Linked DNA regions of Mus musculus: region 2 is linked to region 1. A link is a contact called in public HiChIP or PLAC-seq data. All regions are on one chromosome and are shown on one strand. Each heading gives the region's core, a stretch centred on a gene start, on an enhancer-like site or on the middle of the called end of the contact. The rest is flanking DNA. Distances are from core to core; before and after follow the strand shown.

Region 1 (4,453 bases), core at 776-3,275:
GATCTGATTCCATTTCCAAGACCTGGCATAACCCACTATATTCACAGCCTCCATACCACCCTGAAAACCCTTCCAATAACATTTCCTTAACTACAGTGGGCGCTTTCATTTCCTGATTTTTTCCTTTAAATTTTCCTGCTGACTAGGTGTTGCCAGACCGGTCACTTAAAAGTTAATTTACAGAGTCCCGAGCTTCCTTTAGGGAACACAAGCTGAGACGCCAAAATCTCTGTTTTTCAAAGAATGTGATGTTAAAAACCACCCGGCTGGGTCCCAGACTGTAATTTAAAAGAAAAAGAAAAGGAGGAGGAGGAGGAAGGGGAGGAGAAGGAGGACAGAGTGGGGGAGGAGGAGGAGGAGGAGGAGGAGGAGGAGGAGGAGGAGGAGGAGGAGGAGGAGATGACAACGATGATGACTACTACGAAGAACCACCACCACCACCACTACAACCACTACCGGAGTGTCCATGGGTTGAAGCGTTTTGATTTACACACCATTTTCTCCCAGATAATCCGAATTTTTCCAACCGAGTACATCACGCCAGTTACAAGAAACCATTCCTGCCCCACCTTAACCGCCTCCCGCCTTCCTTAAGCTTCTGGAAGCTGCCAGCAGATGGCGCTAGCCCACCTGATTTTTCCTTGTGTGGCCTTGGGAGTCAGACAGGGAGGTAGGTGGGGGAGAGGCCTGAAGTCAGAAGAACGCTGAGCCCAGGCCAAGATTTCTTCTGGCATCTGGAATGCATTAAAAACAACCCACAGAGCTGAATATAATTCTCCTTCGAAGAGAGTGGGGTGGGGAGAGAAGAAGAAGGAGGGAGGGAGAGAGGAAGACAGGAAAACAGAGCGGGGAGGGGAAGAGGGTTGAAAATGGCAGCGACAGGCAGAGAAGCCCGTGGGTCATCCTGGAGACGTGTGCCTCATCTCACTTGTCCATGACAGCTGCCAGCATTTCTGCTCTGGGTGAACAGGGCGACATGGTTGAGAGGAGGAAGCAAGCGACAACCAGAGGGTTCTGATAGGATGGTGGGAAGGGATTCCCAGCCTTCTCCAGCAGGCTCCTCCTCACTGGCTTGGCGGTATCTGCTCTTGAGGGCGCCTCCTCTGCACGCAGCCCTATCGGCTTAGAGCACAGCATACCCGTGCTTATGGAGGCTGTGAGCAGGTTGAATTCCAGGGACCGATCGGCCTTCTCTGCCACTAACCCTCACTCCTCCAACTTCCAATTCAATTTCCTTTTCTCCTGGGCCTTGACGGAAATAGTTTTTAATGGTTGCTCAACCGTGCCACCTAGTGCTTAGCAGATTCTGTGTGAAGAGCAAGCAAAAGACAGTGGGGACATACCATCTGGGAAGGAGGCAGCTAGCTGACTGTCAGTGGGGACCAGTCTTGGGTTTGCAGACCGGTTCTTCTTTTTACTCCTGATACCAAAGGACAAAGACACCCATTCCGCTAAGCTGGGAGAGAGCTGGGCCGGGTTGTGTCTGTCCACTGGGAGGCCATGCCGAGGTACTGAAGAGACCGTGCAGAGAGCTACCAGACAGAACTACCAGGCTGGGCTAAGCTGCCTCTGGGTGTCCTTTGTCCTTCACGGGAGCAGGTGTTGGGAGTCTGATTCTTGGTAAGCGGTATTGGGAGGTGATGTGGAAACTTTAGGTTCTACCTAGTGAGAAGGCTGCCACCGTGTGGTTTGTCCACCAGTACCATAGCACCCACCAGGAAGCCTATACTAGATGCTACCATCTTGTCATTGAACTTGTGAAACCTTGAACTAAAGAAATCTTTTTCCATAATAAGGTATGCAATCATGGGTGTTTCGTTTTAGCCACGGACAATTAACTACTAGTACAACCACCCTGTCAGACTGTCTAATTTCCATGAATTTAATCAAGGACATGGGCCACCAGGAATGGTGCTTTCACATACAACAGCTACCAGCAGGGTCTTAGAATCCTCCTGGCAGGGCTTGCTGAGTGACACAGCTGAGCCCCCAGCCTAACCTTGGAGCCCACTGCCATCTTCTTGCCCTTGTAATCCTACCAGCTGCCCTCCTGGCTCTTCCTGCTCCGGGCTTGCTGTCAGCCCCCTCATGCCATGCCACCCTCAGCCCCACCTCTCCTCTCCTCCTGCTCAGCCTCATGTAGACGTCTACAAAGAGCTGGCAGTGCTTCATGTTCATGTTCATTCTGGGGTCAACTCAAAGTAGTGACTGGCACCACGGACTGGAGCCAGTGTGAGAGGTCAGATCTTGTCCACTGCTGGGTAATTTGAGCCCGTTGTGTAAGCTGTCATAGCCTCAGTTTCCTCATAGGAAAAATGGGATGATGATAGCAGCTATGCCATTGGGTTGTTTTGAGGGCTGAGTTGACACATTTAAGTTGCTTACCCGGGACAAACACTTGATAATGGTTGCTGTTGTTAATAGCTCCCCTTTTCTCAAATCTGGTTGTCTTTAAGGAGTTCTGCTTTATGGGAAAGGGAATGTGGGTGGCTGTGTTAGTCTGTGCCTGGTCCTCTAGACTGATAGTTTCCAAACAGCAAAGTAGGTTTGGAAACATGTAACTACTCTCTTAGGATATATGAGGGAGCAGGGGACTTAACTTTCTGTGGCAGAGTTAACTGTCTATTCCCCAAACCCCATGACCTTTTCCCTCTTAGACACAAGCTAAACTACATTTCCTAGCCTCCCTTGTGAGACTTCATTCTGTGCAACTTAATCAGAGCCTCTGTGATACCAGAGTGCTGCTCGCTGTCCAGTCCTCAAGGCTGGCTTCGTCTCCATCTTTCATTTGATTGAAGAGGACACCAAAGTTCTGGGAGAGATGAGACAGAAGGGTCCCCTGTTCAGAGGGATGAGAGAAGCAACTCCAAGCAAAGAAAGACAAACTTTACCCCGTTAAGCCCATAAAATGTATCTTAGGATCATTTTATACTAAGCCAACGTGTTAAAATAAATTTTGCGATGTTATCTGTTAATTTTTCTGTCTTAGGGTGTTCAAGTTTTAATATGTATCGAAAGATGAAGAAGTTCACATTTACAAGTCAATGCTCAACATTTTAATAACGTATGAACATCTGGGGTCTCCTCTCTGTGGTATTTGAGTGACTTAAGCCCTCCTGCAGGCAGGTGCACACACAATTGGTGACCTTTGGAAACACTCTGCCATCTTTTCATTTCTCTGTGTGACCTACTGTCACCTGGAGAAAGCTCAGGGAAGATGATCAAGAAGTCAAGTGAAACAGTTTGCCGAGGGTCTTAAGTGGGTTGGAGGAATAGCTTAGCATGTCCTGTAGGACAGTAGAGTAAGTATGGCTGACAGCAGTTAATTTCACAATAACACAGGGGATTTTGAATGTTCGTGATGCAAAGAAATGATAGCTTTTTAGGGTGGTGGCCTGTGCCAACCGCCCCCACTAACCATTATATACCAATATCACGATGTCACGCTAGATCCCATTAAAACGTAATTATACTAGCAATGGAGGAAAGCAGACTGGGAATTAGAACACTAAAGAGTTTTATCTCTGATTCTAACTTGGTAACTACAGGCAGGGGATGTTTCCAAGTCCTGGGTGTCCAAGTCCTTGTCTTCAGAATGTGGTTTCTCTGCTGGATGGGTCTACAAGCACTTCTTATCTCTAATGTTCCACGGACTCTGTCGACGTCTGGTTTCAAGTGGGTGTGAGCTTCCTTTGGGACTAAGAGTTGAACAGCTTTAAAGCATCCACAGTGAAGCCCTTGCTCTGCCCTGCTTCTGGCTAAGCTGCCCCATGGAGACATTTCCTAGTTGCTCTCTGGGAACTTGCATCTGCATGGGCAACTTAAGACTGGATCTGAGATGGCCTGTTTTCTCCCATTGAGAGGGATCCATGGGTCCTCAGAACTCCAACTTCTTGTAGCTATCTCCTCTTTCCAGTTCCTGCTCCCACACTGCTTCCTGTGAAGAAAATTCTTGTGTTCCTAAAGACCCCAACGCCCAAGCTGTCTGTTCCAAGGCGATGTTCTGAATTCCAGATGTTTGTTCTCAATGGCCTCCAAACATCTCTGAGGCCAGCATGCTCCTGGCACAGCCGTAGAGCATGTGTTCATATTCTAGTTAGGACCAAAGTCAAAGCAGGAGTGGCTGTCCTCAGGGTTGAGATTTTAATATGATGCTAGAGCCTCGGTGTGAGCACTTCCTCTTCTGAGCTTTGACCAATCCACAGATAAAAAGCAGATTAGTGTGTATGAAAGGAGTTCCATTTTCAAAGCTTGTGTTTGGCTTACCACAAGGAGAGCTGTGCTCATCATAATTATGTCATTGTTAGCATCTTCATTCTGGCTCATTCCAGTTCATTCCAGTTCATTCTGGTTTCAGTTTCACCTGATGATAGAACATATAACCTTGCCAAGCAAGTTCACTTAGTCATTTCAAATATTTTCCTAATTTTCTTCCCCTTAATTTCAGGTCTAG
Region 2 (4,453 bases), core at 1,462-3,961, 1.2 Mb after region 1:
CTTCTTTAGTCAACTCTGCTACTACAGCTCCTGGACACTTGCCATATAACAAAGTGAAATGACATTTGGTAACTGACTAGCACAAGTAGACTTCCTGAACTGTGAGAACAAGTCCTGTCCTTGGAAATACAAGGCCATTATCTGAAAGTAGAGGTAAGCCAATTTGGCACTGAAGTCATATCTTCAAATCGCAATTATGACACGCTTACTTTCAAGTGAATGGATATATGTTTGCCTTGGAACCACCCTGGAAATTCGTTCTAGATTAGATGGGTCAATCTGAAACTGTACAGAATGGCTGTAACAACACTGTGAGGGGTGGGGAGAGACACAGCTTGGAAACTGTATTTATAAGTGACTTGGTTTTGTCAAAGTGTGTCAAGTGTCCATGAACAAATACATAGAAAATAAAAGCAATTTCTGGCCTAAGTAAGCACATGAAAATACACTTTAAGATCCACAGGACTTTCAACAGATATATTAAAATCTGAAGAGATAATCAGAACACCTATACTCATCATTAACACTGGACTGCGACTGCAGGGCTTTGTAAATCAACTAAGGAGACTTAAAGTTCCTGAACCATATTTAATGGAAATGAGAAAAACTTAAACTTTTATGAGCCAACTCAGAAGTAACTGCTAGTTACTAAACAACCTTAATGATCCCTCTGCCGACTCTTCCCATCAAACTTCTTAGAGGGATCTTTCATATATTTACATATGAGCAGGTTTTTCTGAAGATATGCTCAATTTCAGAAAATAAGCTATTAGTTCCCACTGTTTTACAGCTCCAGAGGCTGATCCTAGAACAGAGGGGTGGGGGGGTGCATATGCAACCTGTCTCCTAGCATGATGAGACTTAAGAGTCAAAACAGAATTGTCCTAGAAGAAGCTGAAATACTGCCGGGCAGTGGTGGCACACGCCTTTAATCCCCGCACTAGGGAGGCAGAGGCAGGCAGATTTCTGAGTTCAAGGCCAGCCTGGTCTACAAAGTGAGTTCCAGGACTGCCAGGGCTACACAGAGAAACCAACCCTGTCTCGAACCCCCCCCCCCAAAAAAAAGAAGCTGAAATACCAAACAGAAAAGTAGAAAGAAAGGTTGCCCTGAGGAATCTGTATACAAAGAAGAAGCGTCCGTACAGACAGATAGTCCAGCACTGAGATGAGCCCTCTAAGAATGAGTACCGAGTGTCTGCATCGAGGAATACTCACAATCAGCGATTACAGAAAGTAACAAAGAAGTGAGTCAAGAAAGACTCACAACAGACACACACACACACACACACACACACACACGAAGAACCCCATAAACTTTTTATTTTAGAAAATGACAGTCATATGAAAAGAGGTGTCCAAGGAGGCTCTATCACTCAACGCACAGCTTTGACAATTACCAAGTACTGCCCAACTTTGTCTCTTCTACCCACCCTTCCACTTCCTGCCCTGGTTTATGAGCCAGAAGGTACCTTTGAGATCACCTAGCTCAGTTACCTTATTATAGACGCGTAAATGTTTCATTAAAGAAAGTCAAATGATCTGCACTGGGATCATACAAACGCACGGGAGAAAAGAGCTCTACAGAAGCACAGTGATCACCACAGTCAGCCAGACACAGTGGGCAGTGTGTAAGTGACAGGGAGGCCTACAGGATGGTTCTGGGCTGTGAGAAGGTACACAATGGCTTCCACTATCTTGTCTGTACTATAGATCACTTTGCCACCATCCATGGATACTAGTCACAAAACCAACCTCCTCTTTAAAATTTCTACCAGCACAATCTCATTCATTCACAAATGACTGAGCATCACCAATGCACATAGGCATTGCTCTGGGCATGAGGGATACAGTGGTGAACCAGGGAGACAGACTATCTTTACTTTCACAAAGTGTTTCTCTTACTGGGAGGAACACACTAAATTGTTGCACATCTGTACTGCAGGTGTGAACAATTACACCGTGTGTTATTCATGATAAATTAATATGATATAAGAAAAGAAGGATAAAGACTCCTATTTTAGTTAGAGTGCTAAGGTTGGCCTCCCTGAAAAGGTAAAATATAGGAGCTTTTCAAGAGTTTGTGATAAACACACATCTGTCAAAAGTCCTTCTGATGGAAGGAGCCATACTGATGGTACAGCGCTGGCTCAATGGGATTCAGTTGGCAGTTATCATTATCATGGTGATTAAGGTAACACTTTAAGCTGGAAGACAGCTCCTTAACGGGGGGGGGGGGGGGGGGGAGGTGCGCTTCTTGTCATTAAAAGGCGGTGGCCAGGAACCGCGGCTCTCATGTGCCAGGCTTGTGGAGCCCCATGGTTTATCCTGTCCCTCCATCTTGCACTGTCTGAAACTCCAAAGAGCACGGGATATCAAGCCTTAGGGACCACCTGGCCTACGGTGCAAAGCTGGTCCACAATACTTGGCCTCGTCCCTTCAGGTGACCCTAAAGGTCACCTCCCTGCCAAGTGACAAGCCAAGGGCTTCCAAGGTTGCAGGCGGCCGGCAACACGGTACCGCACATGGCAAAAAAGAAAACAATTCGTCCACGATCATTCCCAACCGGGTACAATACCTGTGAGGAGGCGCGAGGAAATGGTGTGCGGGGACGCGGCCATAACGTACTGGTGCAGCAGTCCCCAGGACCCCAGGACGCCTCTCACCTCACCGGCTCCTGGGCGCCGCCATCTTGCTAGCCCGCCCTCTGAGTGAGGCGGGACTTCCTCTTGTCACTTCCGGCTCCCAGCGCTCTCTGAAAGCTAGGCTAGCGGAGCTTATAAAGATCGGATGGTAGAGCTTTCGCTTTCCCCTCAGACGCTCCAGATGTAGACTAGGTGAGCTCTCTGCCCGGGAGGGACAGATCGTCGGAGCCCGCGGGCGGAAGGCGAGTCGTGGCGGGGTTAGGGCTCTGGAGTCCGGCCCGGCCCGGCAGTCCCCTGAGCTTGAAAGAATTGAATGCCTCCTCAGTTGTCACCCAGGCTGATCTTGCGCAGGCTGTTGGCTTCTCGTGGAGTTTGGTAAGTAAAAAAACGAGGAAGAAAGAAACTCATTAAAAGAGCAAAACATGACTTACAAGGGCAGTTTGTGTTTGCTTTCAGCGATGAGGTGAGATCTCTGTGGTTCACCTCAGGTGCTGATCAGGGGCCACTGAGACAGGAGTTTGTGTAAGAGCACGCACTGTGTCTCTGCAGCAAGAACTGGTCATGGTGAGCGTCATCCCGATAGGGATAAGGTAGAAAGCGCTATGGAATGAGGTTAGCATTTCTGTGAAGTAGGCTAAAGAAAGGCTTTGAAGAGCCAACTTGCTGCTCAGTAGAAGGAACTGTGAGAGTTTTCCAGTTTACCAGGAAGACAGAGCAGAGAATGGGATTTTCTGAGGCCCATCACAGTTCATCACTGTGGACCTAGGATAATGGTTGTCCCCATCAAATTAATCTTAGACTAAGGAAGAAGAGGATGGATTTCTGGTGAATAACTGAAAAGTTAACAACTGTTCAATCCACTGTTTTTCGAGCACTTTGAAATGCTGTGTTAAGTGAAATATTACAAAGTACAAACCTTAAATCAACAAATGAAAAGCACAATTTGGGATCTAATCACACCAACAGTGAGTGCTGCTTAGGGGAGGCCTTCTGCTTTACAGCTATCTTGGTTAATTAGACCCACTGTTCCTGGAACTCTGATCATCATAAATAAGTTAGCCCTTTACAAACTAGATCTCAGATACCTAACTCAATGGTTACATGGTATGGAACCTGAGGGCTAGAGAGATTGCGTGATTCAAACTGTAGATTGTATAGCAGTCTACTGTACTTCCTATCTCTTTATAGTTGTCTCTTAAAATTTGTGTTATAAAACCAAAAAGTGATAGGACTGTACACCTATAAGATGGCTATAAACAAAATTAATCAATAGCAGGAGTTAACAAGTTAGTGAAGAAGTAGGAATCCTGATACATTGTTTATAGGAATATAAAATATTGTAGCCACTTTGGAAAAGCAGTTTAGGTGTTCCTCAATAAGTTAAACACAGCGCTACCTCCTGACCCAGCTGTGCCTTTCCCAGGTATATTCCCAAGACAAATGACAGCATTCATTCACTCATAATATCCCAAAGTGGATATAACTCAAGTTATACATCAACTGATATTCTGTGACATATCCACATACTGGCCTATTTGCCATGAAATGAAAATAAAGTGCAAATACATACTACAACCATGAAAACAATACTAAGTTGAAGAAATCAATCACAAAAGGCCATGTATTAGATAGTTTCCATGTGTATGAAAATTCCAGAATTCTTAAGTCATTAAAGAGAGGCAGTAGGTAAGTAATTACCTGGTGCTAGTGGGAGGAGTAGAGAGAAAAGAGGAATGTCGCTGGTGGGTACAGGGCTCATTTAGATAGAGAGAAAATGAAAATAGTCCTAAATTGATTGTGGGGTGGTTATA

Evidence for each region. HiChIP or PLAC-seq counts read pairs in DNA pulled down with a chosen protein or histone mark.
Region 2: a contact with region 1 is called in an H3K4me3 HiChIP or PLAC-seq map of pro-B cells, with 7 times the contacts expected there. The contact joins the promoter of Cox10 here to the promoter of Tvp23bos in region 1. A contact is called at or near these places in 4 of 39 promoter capture datasets (the 3T3-L1 cell line, hippocampal neurons and liver) and 1 of 115 datasets of contacts at active chromatin or transcription factors (pro-B cells).

What each region holds. Positions count from the first base shown.
Region 1 is chr11:62,920,606-62,925,058 of GRCm38.p6, forward strand. It overlaps Tvp23bos (a long non-coding RNA gene), which reads right to left and starts at 2,026. Exons shown (of 3, transcript XR_388723.3): 1 at 631-2,026.
Region 2 is chr11:64,076,761-64,081,213 of GRCm38.p6, forward strand. It overlaps Cox10 (heme A:farnesyltransferase cytochrome c oxidase assembly factor 10), which reads right to left and starts at 2,712. Exons shown (of 7, transcript NM_178379.3): 1 at 2,576-2,712. The coding sequence starts at 2,618. 2810001G20Rik (RIKEN cDNA 2810001G20 gene) reads left to right here and starts at 2,724. Exons shown (of 2, transcript NR_033780.1): 1 at 2,724-3,017.